4 separate regions of the Mus musculus genome follow, and all the other regions are linked to region 4. Evidence: chromatin contacts called from public HiChIP or PLAC-seq and promoter capture Hi-C data. All regions are on one chromosome and are shown on one strand. Each heading gives the region's core, a stretch centred on a gene start, on an enhancer-like site or on the middle of the called end of the contact. The rest is flanking DNA. Distances are from core to core; before and after follow the strand shown.

Evidence for each region. Promoter capture Hi-C pulls out the DNA fragments that hold promoters and counts their contacts. HiChIP or PLAC-seq counts read pairs in DNA pulled down with a chosen protein or histone mark.
Region 1: a contact with region 4 is called in a promoter capture Hi-C map of embryonic stem cells, with 3 times the contacts expected there. The contact joins the promoter of 1700030J22Rik here to the promoter of Hsdl1 in region 4.
Region 2: a contact with region 4 is called in an H3K27ac HiChIP or PLAC-seq map of embryonic stem cells, with 4 times the contacts expected there. The contact joins the promoter of Plcg2 here to the promoter of Hsdl1 in region 4.
Region 3: a promoter capture Hi-C map of stem cell-derived epiblast-like cells shows a contact between it and region 4, with 2.8 times the contacts expected there. The contact joins the promoter of Atmin here to the promoter of Hsdl1 in region 4.

The regions. Positions count from the first base shown.
Region 1 is chr8:116,974,527-116,980,304 of GRCm38.p6, reverse strand. 1700030J22Rik (RIKEN cDNA 1700030J22 gene) reads left to right here and starts at 1,346. Exons shown (of 3, transcript NM_027103.3): 1 at 1,346-1,526.
Region 2 is chr8:117,495,690-117,502,309 of GRCm38.p6, reverse strand. It overlaps Plcg2 (phospholipase C, gamma 2), which reads right to left and starts at 4,035. Exons shown (of 33, transcript NM_172285.2): 1 at 3,881-4,035.
Region 3 is chr8:116,941,057-116,947,062 of GRCm38.p6, reverse strand. It overlaps Atmin (ATM interactor), which reads right to left and starts at 3,670. Exons shown (of 4, transcript NM_177700.4): 1 at 3,313-3,670. The coding sequence starts at 3,636. It overlaps Cenpn (centromere protein N), which reads right to left. Exons shown (of 12, transcript NM_028131.3): 12 at 5,560-6,006. It also overlaps a transcript of Cmc2 not described here.
Region 4 is chr8:119,570,593-119,576,781 of GRCm38.p6, reverse strand. Hsdl1 (hydroxysteroid dehydrogenase like 1) reads left to right here and starts at 1,607. Exons shown (of 5, transcript NM_175185.5): 1 at 1,607-1,690. Dnaaf1 (dynein, axonemal assembly factor 1) reads right to left here and starts at 1,547. Exons shown (of 12, transcript NM_026648.4): 1 at 1,315-1,547. The coding sequence starts at 1,420.

The DNA.
Region 1 (5,778 bases), core at 97-2,596, 2.6 Mb after region 4:
AGCAGACTGGAAAATTTGACCTGCCCCCTTCCCCACCCCCACTTCTGAGCTTTTCTGTGGCTGTTGAAAAGACTTGTCTACCTTCGGTTGTAAAGATCATGGTTGAGTGGCCAGGTCTGGTGGCATGTGCTTGTAATTCCAGCATTCAGAGACAGAAGGAAGCTGTTGGAGGCCAGACTAGACGTCATAGTGAAAGCCTACCTCAAAACACCGAGGAACGGAGACACATCTTGGTGACAGACTCGCTGTCTAGCAGGCGAACCTAGAAAACAATGAAAGAGTGTGTCTTTATGACTGTCCAGTATGAACATGGTGTACATACATATACACAGGCAGAACACTCATACGCATAAATCCAAAAATACATAGAAAATTTTAGAAATATGTGTCATAGCCCATTAGATACGCTGGTATAGCAATATAATTACAATATCTATCATATATGCTTGTTAAAGTATTTCCCTCATATATATGGGGGAAATAACAAATATTCACAGTCTAGAAGAGGACTTTGTTCCAACTTCATGTGTCATATACATCACATCTTTAGAGGCCGTTAATGCTATAAATCTATGCTATCGATTGTATATATGCTATACTGTATATATATTATATAATGCTATAAGTGTAAAAAGTAGTAATTCTTAGCCATTTTTTCCAAAAGCCTTTGACTCAGCCTGCTTTTGGAGACTTGTTTTCTTAATACTTTTTAAACCAGAAAGCAAAGGGACCTTGGAACTAGACATGAGTTGGGCACCAAGGGCAGCATAGTGGAGAAGTGGGCGGCCCCCTCGCGAGAAACTGCTGCTTCTGCCCCACTAAAGTGGGCAGCACCAAAAAGAACAAAACCAGAAATCCTTCCTGTCAGCAGGTGTGGAAGCCCACGCCCTCGATCCCTTCAATGTTGATTTAGGACATCGAGGAAGGAGGGTTGCCATGAGTTCGAGACCGCACCAGGCTACAAAACAAGGAAGACTCGGTCTCAAAATTATGCAACTAGGAATGAGTCGTCCCGCGAAGTTCTGCTCTCGCTTTCAACACGGGATCCCAAGAAGGAAGGGACGATTCTGCCCAAAGGAAGAAGTGGCCAAATCTCCAGACACTGTTTGTGTGGCCTCTGAGGCATTCCTTCTAGAAGGCAAAAGGCTGTTGCAGCGCAACTTGGCCGCCCAACGTCGCCAGTGCCTGCGAAGCTCTCGAAGCGTCTGGCAACGCGGCACCTAGCAACCACGCACAGAGCGACGGGAATGCTCCTTAGCCCCGCCCTCAGAGGGGACTCCGCCCTTGAGCTGGTTTGTTGCGGGGTTACGTCACTTCCGGCATGCCTGCACCTAGGCCCGCCTCCGACGCGGCCGTAACCTAGGGCAACAGCCCGGCTCTTGGGGGCCGCGACTTGCCGCTCCGGACCTTCCTTACCTCGCGGCCCCGTAGGAGCGTCTGAGTGGCTGTGGCCACGTCCTCACCCCGGGGAACACTCCCTAGACACTTCACGGGCGGCAGAGCCGCGGAAGGAAGCAATCTTCAGGGTGGGTAAGCGAGACGAAGATGGGGTACGGTTCTGGGGTAGCCTGGACTGGGCGGGGCCTAGGGAGCCGCTTGGGCCTCAGGGAGGAGCCGTTTGATAGGCGTGGTCTGTGGGGGCGTGGTTGAGGTTTCAATGGAAGGAGCTTGATGCAGCCCTCTTGATCTTCTGAAGGAAGGGTAAACTCTCAGCTTGTAGCGTGTAGGGAGCCTCTTGGAGGGAGGGAAGGAACTTATGCGGCATGAAGGAGTGTGCAGGGACTATTAGTAAAAGGGAGAAACCAGGTGGGAAGGCGTGGGCGCGAGATTCCGTCTGCCGTGAGCCTTGGGAGCCCTCAGAAGGCCATCCTTTCAGGACCCAGCCCTTAGTGAATTCAGAGAGCCGGAAAAAAAGGGGCGGAATGAAACCCCGTCCAAAACAGAAATCTAGAACCTAGGCAAAAATGAAAAAGGGCACGAGTTGGAAATGGTTGACATAGAAATGGCACACGCCCTACCCTGCAAGTGGAATTATTGGCTGTTGTAAGTTGCTATGTGGGTGCCAGGAACGAACGTGGGTCTTTGGCAAGAGTAGCAAGTGCTCTTAACTGCTGAGCCATTTCTCCAGCCCTCAGTCACCTTATTTTTATTTATTTATTTATTTATTTTTTTTTTTTTGAGACATGTTCTCTCGCTGAACCCAGAGTTCACTGATTTGGCTAGCCTGGCTAGCTGGCAAGCTCTAGGAATCCTCCTGTCTCTGCTTCCTGGCGCTGGAATTAAAGGCTTTCATTCATTATAGCAATTGGCTTTTTGTGTGGGTACTGGGGCCCTTAACTCTGTTTTCTCTACCTGTGTGGCAAGCACTGTATGACGGAGCCATCTTCTTTCTCAAGCCCATTCGAGAAGAAATGCATGGGCTTGTAAGCCAGGAAGCCTAACCTGAAAATGGTAAGCTTCAGGCTCACTGAGAAACTGTCTCAAGGGACTAAGGCAGGTGAGGAAGAGAGCAGGGGTACCTGATGTGCACACCATGTGTGTAAAAACACGAGTTTAAGAAAATGGAAAAATATGGGCTGGAAAGATAGCTAAGGAGTTTAAGAGCACTGGCTGCTCTTGCAGAGGGCCCAGGTTCAATACCCAGAACCTACATGGTAGCTCATGACTAACTCGAGTTCAGAGGATCCAATGCTCTTCTCTGGTCTCCTAGCATGCAGGGCTCGCAGCCTGCGGTACACAGACATGCTGGCAAAACATCCATACATATAAAAAAAATTTTTAAATAAGGAAAGAAAGGTAGCAATACAGACCTCCTGCATTCTAACAGAACAGTAAATTGGTATATAATTTGTGAGAAATCACAAGCGAGCCATTTAAGTACTTGGCTTAATCCCAGCACTTAAGAAACAGAGGCAGAGCCGGGCATTGTGGCGCATGCCTTTAATCCCAGCACTTGGGAGGCAGAGGCAGGCAGATTTCTGAGTTCGAGGCCAGCCTGGTCTACAAAGTGAGTTCCAGGACAACCAGGGCTACACAGAGAAACCCTGTCTCAAAAAACAAAACAAAACAAAATAAAAAAACAAAAAAAGAAGCAGAGCCAGAAGGATTGCTCCAAGTTTAAGGCCAGCTCTGTCTCAAAACACATTAGAGCGGCTGGAGAGATGGCTCAGTGGTTAAGAGCACTTGTTTTGCAGAGAACCCAAGGTTTGATTCCCAGCAACTACGTGGTGGCTCTCAGTTGTCTGTTATTCTAATGCTGTCTTCTGGTCTCTGAAGTACAAGGCACACATGGAGTGTACATATGTAGGCAAAACACTCATACACACAACACAGATAAACCTAATACAATTTAATTTGTTTGTATTTCTTAAGTGTTCACCTGTATGTGTGTGTGTGTGTAGCACATATATGCAATGCTGCCAAGGGAGGGAATCAGATTCTCTGGACCTGGAGTTACAGACAGTTGTGAATTGCCATATGGGTGTTGGGAACTGAACCTGGGTCCTCTGCAAGAGCAACAAATGTTCTTAATTGCTGAAGGACCGCTCCAGTCTCCCAAATAATAAACAGACAAACAAATCTTTACAGTATTCTTTTGTTTGTTTGTTTGTTTGAGACAGGGTTTCTCTGTGTAGCCCTGGCTGTCCTGGAACTCACTCTGTAGACCAGGCTGGCCTCGAACTCAGAAATCTGCCTGTGCTGGGATTAAAGGCGTGCGCCACCACGCTCGGCAAAACAAACAAATCTTAAAAAGAAAACCGAACCAAAACAAAAAGATGAAACCACACATCTCTGGCTTTGGTGATTTTATTTTTATTTTGGCAGTGCAGGCAGGGGGAGGGCGATGAGGGAAGATTGAGACAGGCCTTGACTGCCTCCTGCCTCAGCCTCCCACAATGGGGGGACAGACATGCGCTGTCATATCTAACTCTAGTTGATGCTTGTGTTTTGTCAACTGTTAATGTGATTAGATGAAAGGAACAGTAGCAGAAGTTGAAGGTGTGTTTATAGTCGGAAAACTTAAAATTGAAGCCATGAACTAACTGACTCATTCACTGTTAATTCTAAGGCTGGAAAGGAGAGCACCTCTGCTCTTACAGAGGACCCCATCTGGTACCTCATAACTGCCTGTATCTCCAGTTCTCAGAGCAGCAATGTCTCTGGTCTCAATGGGCACGCACAGCCCAGCACTTGCAAACTACCACCCCCCTCGGTACACTCACACTCACGCAATATACTTAAAATAATAAAAAAAGTTATCAGTGCAATTGGGCGTTTATATGTTAGCATACATGTATCACGGGACTGTGCCTAGGCTTGCATGTGGCGGGCACAAGACAGCTTCCTGGAGTTGATTTCCGCTTCCACCTCCTGTTTTTTTCTGTTGTGCTGTGTATTCTAGGCTGGCTGGCTAATGAGCTTCCAGGAGGTTCTACAGCCAGTGCCTTCCATTTCACTGGGAGTGTGGGAGGAGTTACAGACCGAGCTCAGTGTCTGTCTGTCTCTCTCTCAATTAAATCCTGTGGCTTCTGGGGATTGTGCTTGGGTCATCAGGTTTGTACTGTGAGAGCTTTTACCTGCCAAGTCATCTCACTGGCCCTGAATTTTTTTTTTAATTAGGAAAAGGGCAGCCACATTCTCTTGCTGTGGAACATTAGTTTCTGCCTGAGAAACCTGAGTGTTCTCAAGTGGCGTATAATGAATTGCGATGCAGTGATCTGACCACACTTTGACCAGTTTCCCCTCCGTCAAAGGAGCCAGTGCAGGTCCTGGGTAACGTACAATGCTGTTTATAAACAACTCCCGAATTTCCTGTGCTGCAGTGTAATGGAGTGCAGCTGGGCTGTCTTCTTAGACCCTCGTGGGGTCCAGTGTCTGCTGCATCGTGGGGCTCACCCTAAACTACTTTCTTCATCCTTTGCTGGTCCTCACTCTCAGTCTGCACAGACACCTTCAGATTCTTTTCAGGACAGGCACAGCTGGAAAGGGCTCCTGGGATTGTGAACTGTGGCTGGATGGCAGGATCCGTTCCTCTTTGTGATGCAGACGCAGGCATTTTCAGGTTCCCCAGGCTTTGGCTGTGCACTTCCCCTTGCAAGGTCTTGCTCTGTGTTCAGGGCTAGAAGATACTGCTGGTGTGCAGGAACCAGTGTTGCTTCTGTATTGGGAAGAGAGAGCTTTCCAAAAGCAGCACTTCTCCAAGCTTGGTGGATCTTTAGAGTGACCCGGGGCTTAAAAAATACCATTCCTCAGGTCATCGAGGTGGCTCAGCCCCTAAAGGCACTTGTCAAGGCACCAGGTGACCTGAGTTCAATCCCCAGAATGCATGTAAAGGTGGAACATATATAGTCACCCCAAACAATACACATATATCAACGCTTAGCTGTAAGTGGTGGCCCACACCAAAATCCCAGCCACTTGGTGACTAAGATGGGAAGTTGGATCCAGTCTGGCAATTTAGGGAGACTTTGTTGCAAAAGCAACCCATGGTGCACCCATCAGTCAGCAGCCCCACTATAAGCCCTTCCCAGCACTTACTCCAAGTCCAGCAGCCCCACTGTGAGCCCTTCCCAGCGCTTACTCCAAGTCCAGCAGCCCCACTGTGAGCCCTTCCCAGCGCTTACTCCAAGTCCAGCAGCCCCACTGTGAGCCTTTCCCAGGGCTTACTCCGCGTCCAGACCGTGCCAGAGGCGTGAGGATCAGCTGCTAAGTGTAGAACTCAGAGCAGAGTTAGCAGGTTCTGTGACAGTCTCGTCTCACCTCTTTATATGTTACCAT
Region 2 (6,620 bases), core at 2,786-5,285, 2.1 Mb after region 4:
GGTGTGATTTGGGGAACTAAACACTGACTGATGGATGCTTATCTATCCATCAGCCAGGTGATCGGAGCTCTGAGTATCAACTCTGCTTGGGCTGGGAACTAGGATGCAAATGTCAGCGAACAGGGAGAGGCTCAGACCTTGCCCTTTGCTCGAAGGAAGGCAGAAAGGCTCCTAGGTGGGAGAGCTGGCCATGGGGAGGCATTGTCTCCACCTGTTCCCTGCCTATGGCTTGGGAAGAAACAGCAGTGCAGAGCCAGGTGTAATACCACCCTCTCCCTCCCCCTCCCCCTCCCCCTCCTCTGCCTCCCTCCCCCCACCTGAGGCCTAAAGGACTCAAGAGAAATCAGCTGAGGAAGGAAGGCTTCTGAGTTCCATCTTGGTAAAAAGATGAGGCACTGGGGGTGAGGCTCGGTGGATAGAATGCTTGCCTAGCATGTTTGGTTCTCAGTGCCACATGAGAGAGTTTGGTGGCCATAGACCATAAGCCCAACACAAGAGAGGTGGGGAGAAGAAAATCAGAAGTCCAAGGTCATCCACAGTTAAGGCCAACTTGACTTATACTAGACCCTGTGAAAATGAGATAAAAACACACAACAGGGCACCCAGCTATAATCCTAGCACTTGGGGAGGCTGAGGCAGGAGGGTTGCTAAGAATCCAAGGCCAGCCTGCGCTACAGAGTGAAAAGCTGGTAGAGGAACAGTCATCTAGCCTGGGGAACAGGCTTCAACACAAGCCAGGATGTGACCTCACAAGATATATATACACTCTTAGCTCTCCTGTCCACTTGGGAGCTACCCATGCCAAACGCGCTATTTATATTGACACTATCAGTTAAGCAGGCTAGCCACTGGAGATGAGAGAGGGGAGTTTCCAGGCTAGTTCATCGTTGGGGGGGGACGGGACAGAAGCAAAGGCCCCCTGGAAAGTAGCTGTTATTATAAAACTCTCTAGACATGACACCGGTTTACCCTCAGGTACCTTATAGACCAATACATGCCATGCCTGGGAATACAGCTCAGGGGTAGAGCATCTGCCCAACAAGAGCCAAGTCCTGAGTTCAATTCCTAGCACCGGGGGAAGAGGGAGAAAAGCTGACAGCTTTAAAAATCAAAATCCATCCAGAGAGGAGGAAATTATATGACCAAGGTCACACAGACAGACAGACAGACAGACAGACAGTCATATGATTCTGATCCTTTCAGGGCTTGCTTTTTGTGAATTCAGAATGCTGGCAGTACTTGGCCATATGCCAACAAAACTGGCCGACTCTTTGAAGAGTGGGTAGGGGGACTGGCTTGTCCAAGGTCACCCAGCTTACAAAGTGGAAGATCCAGGTCCCCGTTGCACAGTTCTGCACTATACAGAATGCTCCATCCTGGCATCCCCACTGTTTCTCACTGTTAGATGCCCAGGAAAGGTTTCCCCCAGCAAGATCCCAAGCCCTGAAGCAACACCACACTGGAAACAGATTCTGGACAGGGCACCAGGCAGTGGCCAGTTCAGGCAGAGTATTCCAAGCTCCAACGCCCAAGGCAAGAAGGTCTCCTCCAGCTGACTGTATTCCCAGAGCAGGGCCCTAGCCATCAAGATAACTCCCTCTTTGCTTCTGTTTTGTTCTTTCCAAAATGAATGAATTAGCCTGGACTCCCCTTCCCTCCACCCCTACTATGGGTAACCTGATCAACTCACATAGTCAGTACAAACATGGCTGGTGGTGCTGGGAAGAAACCTCTTTTCTTTCTTTTCTTTTTTTTTTTTTTTTTCACGTTTCTATGTCCTTCACACTTTGAAACCAACTTCTCACACACAAGAACCCCAAAACAGGAAACAGGGACTATCCATCTCTTGAACAGTCTCTGCACATGTGGGTCAGTGCTGGATTTCAGCCAAAAACCCAAGGAAGAATTCTACTAGACTTTGGACCAGCTGAACCCTTGAATATTGCCTGCCCTTCCCACTGCACCAGGGATATCGGGGTTCATTTGACGGTCATCCTAAAAGCATGGGAAGGTCCAATCCAAGAACCAACAATGTCCACCTGTACACGTGGAAGTGAAAACAGGGTTGACTTTTTTTTTTTTTTAAGGGCACTGGTAAGCACCTCTAAAGTATAAAGTTGATCCAGCAAGCACTCTTGTGCAAAATGAGACATCCGGAAAGATCCTTACAGGACCATAAAACCAGAAACACTTGGGCTCCTCATCTCTGGGAAGTGGGCGGTGGGGGATACGGGGGGGGGGTACGGGGGGAAGGGGGGTTGGGGGGTGGGGGGTGGGGGGTGGGGTGGGGAGGGGTGGGGGGAGGGCATCCCCTACAGGCCAAGAGTATTGGCACACACTGATCATCCCAGCACTTGGGAGGTGGACACAGGAAGATCAGAAGTTCAAGGCTAACCTGAACTATATAATGAGATTGTCTCAAAAATAATTTTAAAAAATTTAAAATGTACAGAAGCTACGGAAAAGAGTGGATTTATAAATTATCACACGCCAATTTTGATCTTGGGAGATTTGTGAGCTATTTTGATTTAAAAAAAAAGAAACTTACAAATTAATGAGTTATAATATAAATGTTATTAGTGATATATATATATATATATATCTCGAAAGCATTGCTTGTAAATCTAGAGGGGGCCAATGAGAGAGGATGGGACAAGACATATGAATGGGTCCACTCTGTTAGTTGAAACAGAAAAGCCCTTTTGCGGAGACAGGGCAGGGAGAGGGTTGCCTATTTTCGAAATTAATTATTTGCAGAAGTTTTCCCACCAGTAACTTCCCACCAACTTCGCCCAGGAGGTGCAAAAGGGTCCCCGCTGGGGCTCCTTCAGAGTACCCCACACACGCCGCCTTGCCTGGGAGGCCAAGCACCGAGTAATTTTAAGCATCAATAAAAATCCACAGCCAAAATCCCCTGGGACTGCTACACTGCTGCCCACAACCGTGCAAAATGGGTAACAGCCTAGGGCTAGTCCCGACCCCAACATCCTGTAAGTGTCCCGCAGAAGCAAAGAGCAGGGGCCATGACCTGTGCCCACCAGGAAGGGCCTTTGCCACCAGGGTCAGGAACTGCAGGGAGTCTCTTTGATGCCCCGGAAAACAGGCTCTGGTCTAGTACGGGACCCAAGAGAGAAACCTGGACTCGGGGGGTGGGGGTGGGGGGGCTCCTCTCTGTGTGCTGTGTCACATAAATGGAACTGAAATTCAAATTTAGGTCTCAGAGAGAAAGCCACCTGTTTCCAGGGCGTGTCGGCCCCTCGCCCTGCCAGCCTCTCTCTCAACAGTTCGAGATCAGGGTACGGACAGGGCCTGCTCCTGACTTTCCAGGTATCAACCTCCTAGGTCCGGATACAACCCACCTTCCCTTCGAATTCTGGCTCCCCGCGAGGCAAATGACCTCTTTGAGATCCCCAAACTGAACTGAATTGCGGGAGGGGCGGGTCCCAGAATCGCGTGTGGAGAAAGAGCTGCTCCGCCCCACCCCGGAGCCACCTGTGTACTACTGGGAAGTACTGTTCAAAATCAAGTCCCCGCAAGCAGGGACGCGGCTCCCGCGTAGGACTCTCGGTGGCGAGGTAGACGCTTCGGCCACCCCAGCACCCGGAGCCGCGTCTCTCATTCAAACCCTAGTTGGCCACTGCTCACCCTGGAGAGGTGGCGCCAGCCCCAGGAGAGGAAGTGGCCGGCGGCTGGGCCGGGCCCGGCTGTCCCTAAGCAAGGGTTCCCCAGGGCACACCCGGCCACCTGCCCGGATCGCGCACCCCAGCCCTGCCCGCGCCCTCTTGGGCTCCGGCGCAGTCCCCACCCAACGCGGTGCCAGCTCTAGGGTCCCCGCACACGCGCAAGTCCCCGGGGAGCTCCATCCATCCTGGCTACTCACCTGGCGGTACCCCCGGAGCGCAGCCACCCGCACAATCCCTGGGCCTGCCAGCCACGGGTTGGGGGGACTCGGGGGTCCCTCGTGCAGCAGCCGCCTGGGGCCCGGGCAGTCCGGCAGCGCAGGTCTTGCTCAGCGGCGCTCCTTACTTCTGCTTTGGAGGCGGCCGCGCCACGTGACTCCTCGGGGCCGCCCCCCTTAACGCGCCGCCCTGTCTCAAGGCGGGTCCCGACCCGCCAGAGCATCCTAAAAGAGTCATGCCTTGCCCGACCAGGGGGAAACTGAGGCAGCCCCAGTACCACCTGCCTGGCCGCGATCGCTTAGCCAAGAGAACAGAAATTTCCCAAGAATATCAGAGTTTATGGGGCGCCTACTGCATACAGATACCATGCATGCATTGATTATCTTCACCCACTCGGGGTTGACAGAGCTGAATTTAGTAGTACATTGTTTCCTATCTTAAATGCCGCAGCCTCAGTTTCCATCTCTGCAAAACAGTGCCAGGCTCAAAAGTTTGTTTCAAAGAGTAACTGGGCACTAGAGAACTGAAATCTTGGCTTTTAAATTGGAAGACTGTGTTCTTTAAAACTCGTTGCTTTTTTTTCTGGGGAAAAAAAAATGTATTTTTCCGCTTAACGGTCCATACCTTTAATCCCATAACTAGGAAGGCAGAATGACAAAATTACATCTCTGAATTAGTTCAAGGCCAGCTAGGGCTATACAGTGAGATCTGTGTCCAAAAAAATTTTTTTAATATTATTTTTAAATTATGTGTATATGTGTGTGTTTATGTGAATCCATTTCTGTGAATACAGGGGATCAGGGAGGCTAGAGCTCATAGGATTCTCTGAAGCTGGAGTCACAGGCTGTTGTGGCTATGTGGGTTGCTGGGAGCTGAACTCCAGTCTCTGTAGGCGCAATATGTGCTCTCAACTGCTAAACCACCTCTCCATTCTGACAGAGAGAGAGAGAGAGAGAGAGAGAGAGAGAGAGAGAGAGAGAGAGAGAGAGATTTAAGATTTGATGATTTGATTTGATTTCAGGCTGGTAATCCCAGCACTTAGGAGGCCCAGGTAGGCAGATCTCTGTGAATTTGAGGCCAGCCTGGTCTACAAGGAGAATTCCAGGGCAGCCAAAGCCACACAGAGAAACCCTGTCCAAAGAAAGAGAGAGAGAGAGAGAGAGAGAGAGAGAGAGAGAGAGAGAGAGAGAGAGAGAGACTTGGTTTCTTCTGGGTGCCTTTAATCCTAGCACTCAAGAGGCAGAGGCAGGTGAATCTCTTGAGTTTGAGGCCAACCTGGTCTACAGAAGGACTTCCAAGACAGCCAGAGCCACACAGAGAAATTCTGTTTTGAAGGATAAATAAATAAATAAACAAGCAAGCAAACAAACAAACAAACAAAAAGACTTGGTTTTATGTAGCCCAGGCTACCTCAATCTTCTAGCAGGGACCAACCTTCTGATCCTCCTGCCTCTAACTCCCCGGGGCTCAGTTTACAGGTTTTGCCACTGTTCCCTTTTACATTGTGTCCCCCCACCTCATCCCACCCCCGCAGATGTCCTGCACTAGGTCAGCACTTTACCAACCTCATGCTGAGAGCCACCTTACAGCTGTCCCAGCACAGTGGCCACTGGCTTTGTTCTTGTCACCAATCACCATCCAACAGGTATGTATCCCTTCAGACACAGGGTCTCCTTAAGGGTCTCCTTGCAGCTCAATATGTAGACCAGGCTGGCCTCAAACTCACAGAGATCTGCCTCCCTGGTGCTGAGGCTAAAGGCATGTGCCACCACTAAATCACTCATGAAAGAGATCATGATGACATCAAACACATGAAACACGGGCCTCTTCTCAGAAATAATGACTAGGGCTGGAGAGATGGCTCAATGGTTAAAAGCACCGACTGTTCTTCCTAAGGTCCTGAGTTCAAATCCCAGCAACCACATGGTGGCTCACAACCATTCATAATGAGATTTGACGCCCTCTTCTGATGCATCTGAAGACAACTACAATGTACTTAGATATAATAATAAATAAATCTTAAAAAAAAGAAATAATGACTATATGACACTTTGGTATTTTTTTAAGGAACTTCAACATATATTATCTTTGTGGGATTGTATTCTTGTTTGTTTGAGATGAGATCTCACTATGTAGCACTGGCCAACCTGAAACTCACTGTGTAGCCCAGGCTGGCCTCAAACTCACAGAGAGAGATCCTCCTGCCTCTGCCTCCTGACTGTTGGAATTATAGTTGTGAGCTATCACATGTGATTTGGGGTTTGTGTTAGTTTGTTGGTTGGTTGGTTTTGTTTGGTGTGTGTGTGTGTGTGTGTGTGTGTGGTTGGTTGGTTGGTTTTGTTTGGTGTGTGTGTGTATCTGTGTGTGTCTGTGTGTGTCTGTGTGTGCGTGTGCATGTGTGTGCATGTGCACCTGGACTTCACTGCAGCATCCTCCTCTTCCCTTAGAGATGGGACAGAAGCCCTAGAGAAGCCCTTAGAGAAGGTTTCCAGCCTTGATTATGGGGCACCCATCTTTCCATCCACTCATGTGAGATGGCTCAGAGGGTAAAGGCACTTGCCACCGAACCTGCCAACTTGTGCTGTGTTCCAGGAAACCCACATGGTGGAAGGAGAGAACTGACCTCAACGTAGCTGTCCTTTGATCTCCACAGCTGCGCTGTGACACTCCCAGGCTGCCTTATGAAATAAATGACAAAATAAATAAATGAAGAAAATTAAT
Region 3 (6,006 bases), core at 2,421-4,920, 2.6 Mb after region 4:
TGCTGATCGTGCAGAGTTCGGTGTCTAGCACCCATGTGGCAGCTGGAAGCTCACATCCACCAGTAACTCCAGCTCCAGGGGACCCAGTGCTGGCTTCTGGCCTTGGTAAGCATCCATGCTTTTGACATGCACACACACACACACACACACACACACACACACAAATGAGAAAATAAAAATACTTTAAAGAGCAGAAAAGGGAGGGCAAAGGGTGTGTGGCTGAAGAGCAGAGTCAAGAAGACCATAAAGATGGTGGCAGAAGCTGCCTAGCACCTCACGGCCCTAGCCGAAAGCACCCGAGGAGCCCACTCTAAACCGGAAGTCAGTATTCGTCATAAGAGATGGTTTACGGAGCAGCTTGCCGCAACCTTTCTAAGTCGCTGGCCACATACCCCTGTCTGAAGCAGAACACAGGATCACTATGCTGGCGGGGCTTTGCTAACAGGTTCTGGAAGTGCCCCCCTGCGCCCTGCCTGCCCTGCTTTCAAATGCCTCTCCAGCAGCCAGGCAGCTCCTACTTCCTCCCACTCTTCCTCTGGATCATTTTAGCTCTCTCTCCACTGCATCATCGCTCTCTGCTGAGCCCACTGCAGGCGCGGCTGGCTGATGACATGTCCACACTTCCTTTCAGGGCGTGGGACATGGCCATTTATTTTGAGAAGCCGCATCAAACCAAAGGCGGCCTGCAATCCCTCGGCCTGATTGGCCGTGCTTCCGAAGGGCTTGAGTATTATCAGGCTGCGGGGTAGATTAGAACATAACGACCATACAACAACTGGTAGGGGAGAGAGACTATCACAGCCAGGGAAATAGAAACAAGGAACGCAATCAGAATCACTCAAGTAGCTGTAGCCAAGACAATGAGAATTCTCATTGAGTTGAAGAAACTCAGCTAATACGGGGCTGCAGAGATCAATCATGTTTCCCCAAACACTAGGGCCTTCTTTCTGGGGACCATGTGTCCTCATGACACTCTCTTCTTTCCTCATAATATTCTGAGGATAACACATGTCAAGAATTGAACTGAAAAGCCTCTGGGTAGCGGCTAGCGGCTAGCTTGAGGATGCACATAGCTGTGACTCTGAGGCCTTACCACAAAAGTATGGCTATGTCACACAGGCCCCTGCATTAGAAAAAAATAACAGACTCCCTTTCCATCAGACAACAGATGCTTAGGAGCTGTGGGGCCCTGAGGTTACCAAGGCAGAGGCTACAAGGAAGTGAGCTGCCGGACAGGGAAACAACAGCCATAGGAAACCCTGAGGCAGTTTAAATACTGCTAAACAAAGCTTCCAGAGACCAAGCAGGAATCTTCTCCCAACAGCCCGTCTTTCTGTTGTCCAATATCTGGGTTCAGGAGTGGGCCAGGCCGTTCACTGCTGTCTCTAGATAAGAGAATCTGAAAAGCGGATGAAGAGTCTGGGAAGAATGACACACAGGCCCTAGGCCAGAGAGGACTCTGGTACTCCGACATACTCAAATCTGAATAAACATCTGACTGCTGATGTCCACACTTGCTGGAGCAGGTCATGGTGGCACACACTGTAGTCCCAGCGCTTGGGGGTAGGCAGGAACACTCCCAGTAAGTTTAGGCTACTCTGGTCTACAGAGTGAACTCAGGCTAGACAGGGTTCCATAGCAAGACCCCGCCTAAGAACTGAACTGAACCAAACCAAACCTGTACTGGCTCAGACATGTTCTTCCTGTCACGTGTCATACCTGCCCTCCTGTGTATTTCTGAGCTGTGAGCACCAATCTAATGTACATTATCACACCACTTCACCACAGCCAGTGGCATCTCTGTGCTTCCAAGGCAGAACCAAGTTGTAGGGGTACAGTGCTCCCCCAATAGCAGGTCCAGATTAAAGAACAAACACTTCGCTAAGAAATGCTGGCTAGAATCACTGTGGCCAACACCAAGGATGCCCTTGGTCAGAGCAGCAGCTTTGTTTTGTGATCAGAAATCACCCGGGGCTGGAGCTGAAGCTGGAGCCCAGAAGAGTGCTTGCCTAGAAAACCTGGGTTTGGTCCCAAGCACTGAATAAAAATGGGCATGATGATGCATGCCGGCAGCCTCAGCATTTAGGAGACTTCAGGAGCATTTAGGGCAGGAGGATCAAGAGTTCAAGGTTATCCTCAGCTACATGGTGAGTTTGAGGATAGTTTGGGCTATACAAGGACATGAACTATCCTATCAGCAAGGGGGACAACACTGAAGGCTGGTGACCGTTGTTGAATGCAAGTTGTAAGGAGCTGAGGGATTAGGCCATGGAATTATTACAGGCACACTCACTCTCCACCCCCCTAAATCATGGTGAGAGAAAGAGAGAATTTAACATTTAGGATGAAAGAGGAAGCTTCAGGTTGGAGCCTGTAGTGAGTTGTGTTCTGGAACGAGGCTCAAACCTTTACACAGAACTTCCTCAGCTTGCCCCTGCTGACATTTCCTGACTGACCTTTCCCTGACATCACTGTTGCCTTTTGTTGGCCTTACTACACTTATTGGCCTTACTACAGAGTAAAACCTAAAAGTTACAGTTGGGGAGTTCTCAGGGGTGGGGGTGGGGGATGCCCACGGTGAATTCACCTGCAGGTCAGAGAGATCCTGCAACCCTCCAAGTAATGACTCAAATCTGACCAGGGGAAAGGCGCACAAAACTGCTTTCAGTGACTTGCGTTTTCCAGTTGGAGCACTGGGGGCACTGAGATCTGACGGTGAAAGGAAGCTTTCTACTGTAAAAGCTGAGCAGCTGTGACTTAACAGGTCTGGCATGGGGGCCCTAACATCTGATTTCCTCCCCCAAGCTTCCAGAGTATACCATGGGTTTGAAAGCCACCGTCCCCATTTATGTAACACGGAGAGGTCTTGGTCAGACATCCGTCATACCAGCTACCGGTGAACCTCCTCCTTACAGATCCACGGGAGAAACCTCCCTCCCCTCTCCTTCCTGCGCAGAGTTGATCTCAGCAGCCTCGTGAAACTTGCAGCTCAAGTGCCCAGAGTCCAACCCAACCCGCAGCCGCTTTTGAGTGACCAGGTAGGACCCACCGGCAGTTTCGTGGGAGGGGCGGAAAGCCTGCGGGGTTGCATCTGGGTGCCTTGGCGACATCACCTGTCGCTCATCCTTGGAACCTGAGTAAACAGGCAGGCTCCCCGAGGTGTTGTGGGCACGCCACCGAGAAGCTGCTTGCCCGGTGCGTTGTGCGCGCTCCCCCGCGCTCTCGCCGTGCTCGGTCGGTCGGGCGCAGGTGGCAGGGCACGGCGCAAACCCCGCACACCCCGCGCCCGCGTCCCCGCCGCGGCCCGCTCACCTGCAGTCGGTGGCTCTTGACGAGGTGCATGTTGAGCGCAGGGCTGTTGGGCAGGATCTTGCCGCAGCCGCGCACGGTGCACAGAATATTGGTGCGCACAGCCCGGGACAGCTCGCTCACAGTCGGCTGGATCAGCTCCCGGGCCGGTGGCACCGGGGCCGCGGCCCGAGCCCTGGCCGGTCTCGGCCGGCTGCCTTGCAGTCGCGACTCGGGCGGCCTCCACGGGCTAGAGGCGGCGGCGGCTCCCCGCGTGCTCGCCGGCGTGGCCGGGACACCCGGGGCCGGACCCGCAGAATCGGCCGCCGCCGCCTCCGTGGCCGCCATGGCTCCCGCACGGCCGCCAGGCCCCTCTCGCAGTGCCCGCCCCCGCCGCAGCCACTTCCGGCAGGGGGCGGGGCCTCCGGGCTCATTAGCATCCGGCCGGTCGGTGGCCGCAGCGCCGCCCGCCGGCCGCGGCGAGCGCGTGTTGGAGGTTGAAGTCCCATGTGCTGGGAGAACAGGTGAATTGGATAGGTTCCATGAACCCACACTTTCTACTTCCTAGGGACCTGAGCTCAGGCAACAGCTGGATAGAAGAGAAAGAGATGCTTTCAGGTTTAACCTTTTTTTTTTGACCGTTGATTTATTGTTATTAGGAATAAATTTTATATTGTAGACTATTTGATTAGCATGCTTAAGGCCCTGGATTTGATCGGTAGCACACTAAAAACAAAACAAAACAAACTTATCTTATTCTTTGAGGCCCCGCCTGGCCTCAGAATCCCCATATAATCAAGGAGTCCTTGAACTCCTTATTCTCTTACCACTACCTCCATACTCCTGGGGTTTTACTAAGCCTAGTGGTAGCGTTAAAGATTGAACCCAGTGCCTTAGACGTGTACTCTGCCAGCTGAGCTACAGCCCAGCCCCCACAGACTAATTCTCTCTTATCTCTGAAGAGGGAAGAGTCTGAGGTGGATCTAGTCGGCTGAAAGCAAGGTGTCAGCTGGGCTTGTTCTTCCAAGGATCTTGCCTTTTTCAGCGTCTAGAGGTCACCTGCATTTCTTTGCCAATGGGCCTTCCTTTACACCAAAATCAGGAATGGGAAGTTGAGTCTGTCACATTTCATAACCGACATCTATCGTCATCATGCCACCTACTACATTGGACCTGGGTATCACAGGGCCAATGGGCTCAACTGCAGAGTCCCTTTGCCTTGGGGACATACTCAGACTCCAGGAATTCTGAAGCAGGCATTTTTGAGAATTGTTCAGCATGACGCTAGGCTTTCTTGTTCAGATTCCAGGTCCAGATTCCTGCCAACTGTACCAGGGAGAGTTACGAAGTAGAATAAATACCCCAGCAAGTGCAAGGGCTTCGGCAGTTCCCATTCAGCCACTCATGAACCTTGTGGGCAGAATGACTTCTTTGTATGTGACTGACTGGTCGGGAGAGTGGTCAAAGGGAGCTAGTGGGGCTAGGGGGATGGCTCTGTGGTTAAGAGCACTTAATGTTCTTACACAAGACAGGTTTGATTCCAAGCACCCAAATGGTGGTTTACAACCATCCATAACTCCAGTTCCCAGGCACGAATGTGGTATACATACACAGATGCAAACAAAGCACTCATACAAATAAAATCAAACCATCCCCCCTCCCCCTTAAAAAGGTATGTATGGAGGAAATGTCTTTAAGCCTTAGTTAGGGTTTCTATTGTGATAAAACACCGTGACCAAAAAGCAAGTTGGGGGAGGAAAGGGTTTATTTGGCTTAGACTTCCAGATTGTAGCCCATCACTGGAGGAAGTCAGGACAGGAACTCAAACAGGGTAGGGATCCGGAGACAGGAACTGATGCAGAGGCCATGGAGGGGCGCTGCTTACTGGCTTGCTCAGCCTGCTTTCTTATAGAACCCAGGATCACCAGCCCAGGGATGGGACCATCTCTCTCATCAATCACTAATTAAGAAAATACCCTTCAGCCTGAAAATACCCTTGCCTGCAGCCTGATATTAGGAAGGCATTTCCTGAAACTGAGATTCCCTCCTCTCAGACAACTCTAGCTTGTATCAAGTTGACGTGAGAACTTGTCAGCACAAAGCCCAAATACTCAGATCACTGAGGGACGAGGGAAGCGCCTGACATGTCTGACCAAGCTAAAACTTAAAATGGTTCCATATCGGATGACCCACAGCCTGTACACATTACTGTATAAGTATTACTTAGTCCTTTCACGACTATTTGTATATTCATCCAAAGGAACTGATAATGCGTTTGTCAGTATCTTTATTCACAGATCAGTGATGCTCAGTTTCAGTGTGCCATGGATAAAAGATCACGAGAAGCATATGTATATTAGGAATATGTATAATAGAGAAGTTGTTTTACACAAAGAGGCCGTTAGATATGCAGCCTTGCGTAGTAGCCTCCAGCTTCCCTCTGACTCTCCTAGTTTGGGGTTGGGTAGCTTCTTGGTTCTTCTGTGATCAAGGGTGTGTAACAGAGATCCCACAGGGACGGACTTCTGAGGAGAAGCAGCAGCGGGAGGAAGGACAGGAGGTGCCTACAGAGTCAACCCATGCTCCACTTCTGTGCGTGCCAGGGTTGAGGCCAACCTGCAGCCTCCTGCGTGTGCGTGCACATATTTATCACTTGTCAAATGCCCACAGCTGCTGCACTTAATAGACGGGAAGAGAGAGGGCATGCACGGATGAAGG
Region 4 (6,189 bases), core at 358-2,857:
GATGGCTTAGTCACTAACAGTGCTTGTTACTCTCCCAGAAAACAGAGAATTTAGTTCTCAGCACCTACAAGGCAGCTCACAAGTGCCTGTAATGCCACTGCCAGTCGATCTGATGCCCTATTCTGGCCTCCTTGGGCACCCACACACGTCAGAAACCAGACCCTCAGAAAACAGCAAGATAAGTAGAGTTGTACTTAAATCTAATTCTAGTTTAGATGTTTCTGTTAAAATCTGCTCAACAGAACAGAAGTTCATCAAGCCCCCCCCCTCTCTCTTTCTAAAAAGATTTATTTTATTTATATGAGTACATTGTATCTGTCTTCAGACCCACCAGAAGAGGCCATGGATCCTATTATAGTTGTGAACCACCACGTGGTTGCAGGGAATTGAACTCAGGACGTTTGGAAGAGCAGTCAGTGTTCTTAACCGCTGAGCCAACTTTCCAGCCCGCAAGCCCATTTCTCTTACCAGGGACAGCAGAAGGGCAGCTCTGGGACAGGGCAAGAGCTCTGTCTCTCCCCACTTTGGTTCAGAGATAACTGTGATGCAGTTTGCTGTGTAAATCTCCCCCCTACCCCTTTTGCCAGGTGTGAGCACCTACAGTTCCCACTCCTGTAAACGTGTTTAATTGCTCAAAGTGTAACTTAGGGGCGGCAACATAAAAACAACTCACTGATAAAAGCACACACAAGAACAGGGTGTGATCAGTTTGATCGCTCAAACCTGTGTAAAAGAAGCAAGCTTTGTTCTGGGCTGGTCTCTCCTTGGATGTTAGAACCCTGTGCACACTATTAAATATGAAAGACATTTTCCAGGGCCTGGAGAGATGGCTCAGCGGGTAAGAGTACTGACTGCTCTACAGAAGGTTCCGAGAGTTCAAGTCCCAGCAATCACATGGTTGATCTTAACCTCTGCATGTATGTACTTCTGAGATTCAAACTCAGGTCTGGAGGATTGTGTTGCAAGCACTTTTACCCTGCAAGGCGCCTCTAGAAGCCTTAGATAAATGTAACGTCAAGAGCTGATGAACTCTCTGTACTTGTGGTTTGTTGAATGACGCTGAACACTGTTTGGGAACTGTGTCTTACACTCATTGCAAACAATTCCCAGCCACAGGAAGGTATCTAATAAATTATCATGGAATAAATAATGGGTCTTCTATATGTACTGGATTGATCATATCAATAAAGGTGCTGTTCTTGTAGCTGTATGGATGGGTATGTGTGAGGGGTGCTGGTTGTCCCCAGCTGAGTGAAATGGGCATGTGTGAGGGACACGAGCCCTCGCCCCTTTGGCTTCCCAGCGCTAAGGCACCTTCTTTACGGATCCCTGGCCCCGCGTCGCCGTGATCGCCTGCCGACTCCTCCAGACTGGGCTCCGCCACGCTGTCCACCGGCGGCTCAGAGACTTCGGGGTGCATGCTCACTCCTGGCCCGACCACTCAGCCCTAATACTCTACGGTCCGCGTCGTTGGCTGTCCAACGCTTTCCCGGTCGCCGCGGCAACCAGTGCGCACGCGCAGTCAGTTACGCCGCCGAGGGCGGGCCTAGCCGAGGGGGGGCCACGGGGGAAACTGCACCCGGGCGCGTGCGCGGATCACGTGGGTAGCGGACCTGCGGTGGTGTCCCGGGGCGGCGGCCGCGCGGGCAGCGGGCGGGACGGGCTTCGGAGACCGCGCCTCTCGCTGCAGGTATTGCGCCCGCGCCCCTCACGCCCCTCGCGCCCCGCTTCCGTCCCTGGCCACGCCCCCTGGACCCCGACCCTCGGGAACGCCCTCCCCCCCGCCGCGCCCCGTAGCGGGGAACTCTGGTTCCGCGCTCTAGGCAGCCGCTCAGCTCCCTGAGCAGGTGTCCCGGGCCTGGTCCTCGGCAGGAGGCTCGCACAGGCGACACGCCCCGGGACGGCCCTTTTGTCGGTGTCTCTTTATCCTCCTTTATTCCTGGTCGCTAGGTCTAAGTAGGTTCTAAGTCTCAGGACTGATGCAGAATGGCCGCGCTGCTGAAGAAAGCGCGCAGCTTCTGCAGAGCCCGGTGGGTTTTGCAGAGTCGCTGGGCCGTGCCCGGCGCCACTGGGGAGGGATGGGACACTAGCAGGGAGTCCCTGTTCTGCTACCAGGACTCAGCCGCACCCCTGGGCGGTGACCGCAGCGGGTTCGGGTTCCCACGGGGAGTCTCAACGACCACCTGCCAGGGCTCTGGGCCGAGCCTTCGCTGAGATCCTGGGATGTCGTTGCGTCCGTTTCCTTCCTCTTGTGTAGTACACCCGGGTGCGATTGAGGAAGGGGATAAAGTGAAGCCGCGGGGACAGCGCTCTTAGCTTCTTCATAAACTCGGGTCAGTACGAATAGGGGTCGCTAGCATCGAACCCTGAGCGATGATCCTGCCTAGTGGCTCCGGTTTATTGAGGGGTGGCGGGAAGGCACTGTTGCAAATGCTTTTTATGCGTCACCTCATCGAATTCTCGTTGTAGGGGAGAAGCGTTAGCCGCTTTTTACAGGTGGTGGTGTTGTAACTTCATTCCCAAGGGTGGGATGGCTTTTTCAGAGTGACCCTAGTCATTGCTAAAATATTACAGACGCGCCATGTCCAACGTTACTTTATCAGTGGAGGGTGTGTGTGTGTGTTGGGGCGGGGGGAGTGTTGTTTATTTATGTGTGGGTGTGGAGGCTACGGGTCAGTGTCTGTCACTTGCAACCTTATTTTTCGAGAAAACGTCTCTCACAGAACTCAAGAGTTTTCTTTATGTTTGACTGACTGACTGGCCCCCAGGGTCCTCTCGTCTGCTCCTTTCTTCCCAATACTGAAATTACAAATTGGTTCTGCTTACATACCCACTCTTAGATACTGCTGGGGACCTCAGCTCAGGTCCTTAAGCTTGCACAGCAAAAACAATCTGCTGAGCCATCTAACCAGTCCCCAGTGCATATTTTTTTAATTGAGGCAAAATTCATGTAACGAGATCCATCATTTTAGCCATTTTGAAATGTACAATTCAGAACTTTGTAGTTAGGTAGGTTTCACCGCCCTATTTCCAGATAATTTCCACAACCACAAAAAGGGATTCCACCTCATGGGCTGCAGTTTGGGCTCATCTTGCCCCTTGTGTTTTCTGTGTCTCTGGATTTCCTTATTGCAAACACGCTTTATACATGTGACCGTATGCTGAATGGTCTTTTGTGTCCCCCAACCTCATGTTTTCATGTCATAGTGTGCGCTCATGCCCCATTCCTTTTCAGAGCTCAGTATTCCACAGTGTCGTGCACGGGCCACGTTTTGTTCATTGCTGGACGGACGTTTGGGCAGTTTTCATCTTTCGGCTAGTGTGAGTTAGGCTGATAGGAGCCCACTTTGTAAAATTTTAATGCAAGCAAAAACTGTCACTTATTTTGGATGAGAGCCTAGGAGTGGCCTGCACTTGCCTTAATTCCCTGTGCCTAGGTGGAGACCTGGGGCTCAGGGGTATTGGCTCTTGGGTCAGAGTCCTGGGTTCCGGTTCCTATGTTGCTGTTCTTTTTTCTCCATCTCATTGTCGATTCAATCGGTGATTAAAATAGATGGAGGAGGGTAAGGAACCCCTGGAATGTCAGGGTTTGCAAGGGCAAGGCTTGCCAGAGTGCTGATACAAAGTTCTTTTCCCTTCAAGAAGGAAACTTGAGCTCTGGCACAAACAGTATCTAATGGGATTTACTAAGGCAATATTGTATTTACTGAGGCCATAGATATTGTATACACAGCATTTTGGCTCGTGTTGCCATTGCAGAAGAGAAATGAAAGCCAGTCTCCAGCATTACAAAATCCAGGTCTACAGACTTCCATCAGGAGAACTTCTAGAAGATACTGTGAGGAGGTTCCCTGCCGGGGTTTGCAGTATGAAGTAAAACGTGATGAGCCCCGCCTGTACAGGAAGGGATTTGGAAACAAAGACCTCCAGCTCCAGCCTTGCTAGCTGCTAGAGAGAGATAGTAGAGAGAGCCTGTGTCCAGGAGTCTTGTCATTTCCCTCTCAGGAAAGGAGACCTGATGATAGGAGGAGCAGCAAACATGGGAACAGGTGTTTCAGATATTCAGAAACAGCAGCACTTGTGGTTCAAAGGAGTCTTGGCCCTTTACTAACCACTCCTATAACCTGTTGTTTGAGGGTGAAGTGTTGGGTGTTCCTGCCGGTGGCGCAGAGGCGGCAGTGTGCACACCCACCTGTGAGGCAGGTGAGGCAGGCCTGTCACTGTGGGAAGGATTGGCAAGGTAGAGTGGCAGCCCTGAGTGCCTCGTGGCCCAGCACATCCCTTCCTGAATGTCTGCACCAGTTCCCAAGGCATGATTAAGAATTTGAGTGGTGGCCCTGTACAGAAAGGCACAAAACCACCCTGGGCTGCTGGTGGCGTGGACAGGAATTATATGTGGGCGTGTCGCATCGTCGTACGTGGCAGCTCAGACCTCAGCTGGTAGAGAAGTCTCCAGAAAGGAGGACGCAGGTCAGCTCAGGACACTGGGGATTCCTCATGAGCCGCTTAGACAGGCAGTACTCAGCAGTCTTGTGAAGTGGAGTGGGCTGGGGGTACTGGCTGTGATGCCAGCATTCAGGATACTGAGGTAAGGTGGCGAGTTCAAGGCCAGCCTGGGTCTCAAAAAAAAGAAAAGAAAAAAAAAAAAAACCACCACCACAACAAAAGCAAACCCAGCTTTTGGGAGGGTGTGCCCTTCAGTATAGAAGAGGAGACAAGGGTGAAGCCTGGAGTTCACTGAATGCTGCTTTTATTGGGCTGGTCACTGAGTAGGTGCTTTATTTTCCTTTGAACTGTGCATAGTAGGTTTATATGCTTTGAATGTATTTTCTAGTTGCTTTTTCTTTAAAAAAAAATTTCTTTTTTGAGACAGGATCTCACTTGTAGACAGGCTGTTCTTGAACCCACGGAGACCTGCTTGCTTCTGCTTTGCTGAGTCCTGAGGTTGAAGGTGTGCCACCACACCCGCCCCCCTCCCCACCTTTTAATTATGGAGAAATTGGTTTTGGACACAGCTCCTGACCTCTGGAAGCCTACGTTCCAGTTGCAGAGTCAGAAGTGAAATGTTATGTGAGAGCAGTAGAGGGTAGAGTTGGGTTGATTGAGGTGAAGTCCTTAGGCTTGGAGAGAGGAGGCTGGTCCTCGAGGCTGGCTGGGGCTTTGAACCAAGAAGGAGCTGGCTTAGAAGGCTAAGCAGGACTTGGGGTTTGTTGTTCAGTGTGGACTCAGCAGGAACAGCAGAGCCAGAAGACAAGTACCATGCCTGCGTGCCCTGCGGTGCCTTGGGCAAGGAGGCCTTAGCCCTTCCTAGCCTTAGTCTCACCCTTCAGTCCAAGAGCAAAGGGCTTGCTTCCCCATAAACTCGATAGTTGTGGTCGAGGGCCTGGTGCAGTGTCTTCCAGACTGGCAGTGTGTTATCTGTCTGTCCATTCCTTCCTCCTGGCATCTGCCCCTGTGTCTGCCATACTTCTGTAACAAGTCACAGAAGTGATCATTACTTCATAGTTCAGCAGTTTAGAGACCAAAGCCACCTCAGCACACAGAAGTCGCAGCCCCGGCAGGGTCCTTCTGGAGACCTCAGTGAAGGTTATCCTTACCTTGCTGCCTCCCAGAGTCATTCACAGCCCTTGACTGTGACCCTGTGGAGACTGTGGTCATGTCACTCGCTCTGCCTCTCACCTTCCTGTCCCCATCGAAGGACACGTGGAAATGTCCAGTCATGCCTCAAGACTGTTTGTGGGATGGGGGCTGGCTGGCTCCACACCCTCTCTCTTTGTCCTAGGGTTCTTACTGGTCTCTTAGAAGTGCCCCATGCAGGTCCTGGTTTTGCCCCCTCCCTCAACAACCCTGCAAATGCCCTACCTCACAGACGGCCAGTTACCTTTTTGTGGGTCCCCAGGCATATGGGCCAGGTTGCTCCCGATTGATTTCTCAAGTTGCCTTGGGTCACGGACAGCCTTGGTTGCCCTGTTTGAGTGGTTTGGGTTTGCACCTTGCTGTGTGAGGCCAGTGACTGTCAGTTTACTCACCTTGACCTGGCTGGGAGAAATGACTGGTGGCGTTTCTTCAAGTCAAGGCTCCAGAGCCTCAGGGCTGCCAGTGCCTCTAAGTCAACACACACTCTAGGTGGGGGAACCACTGTCTAAACAGCTCATGAGAGTGGAGAGATGGGGGAAGGGTCTGGGGGGG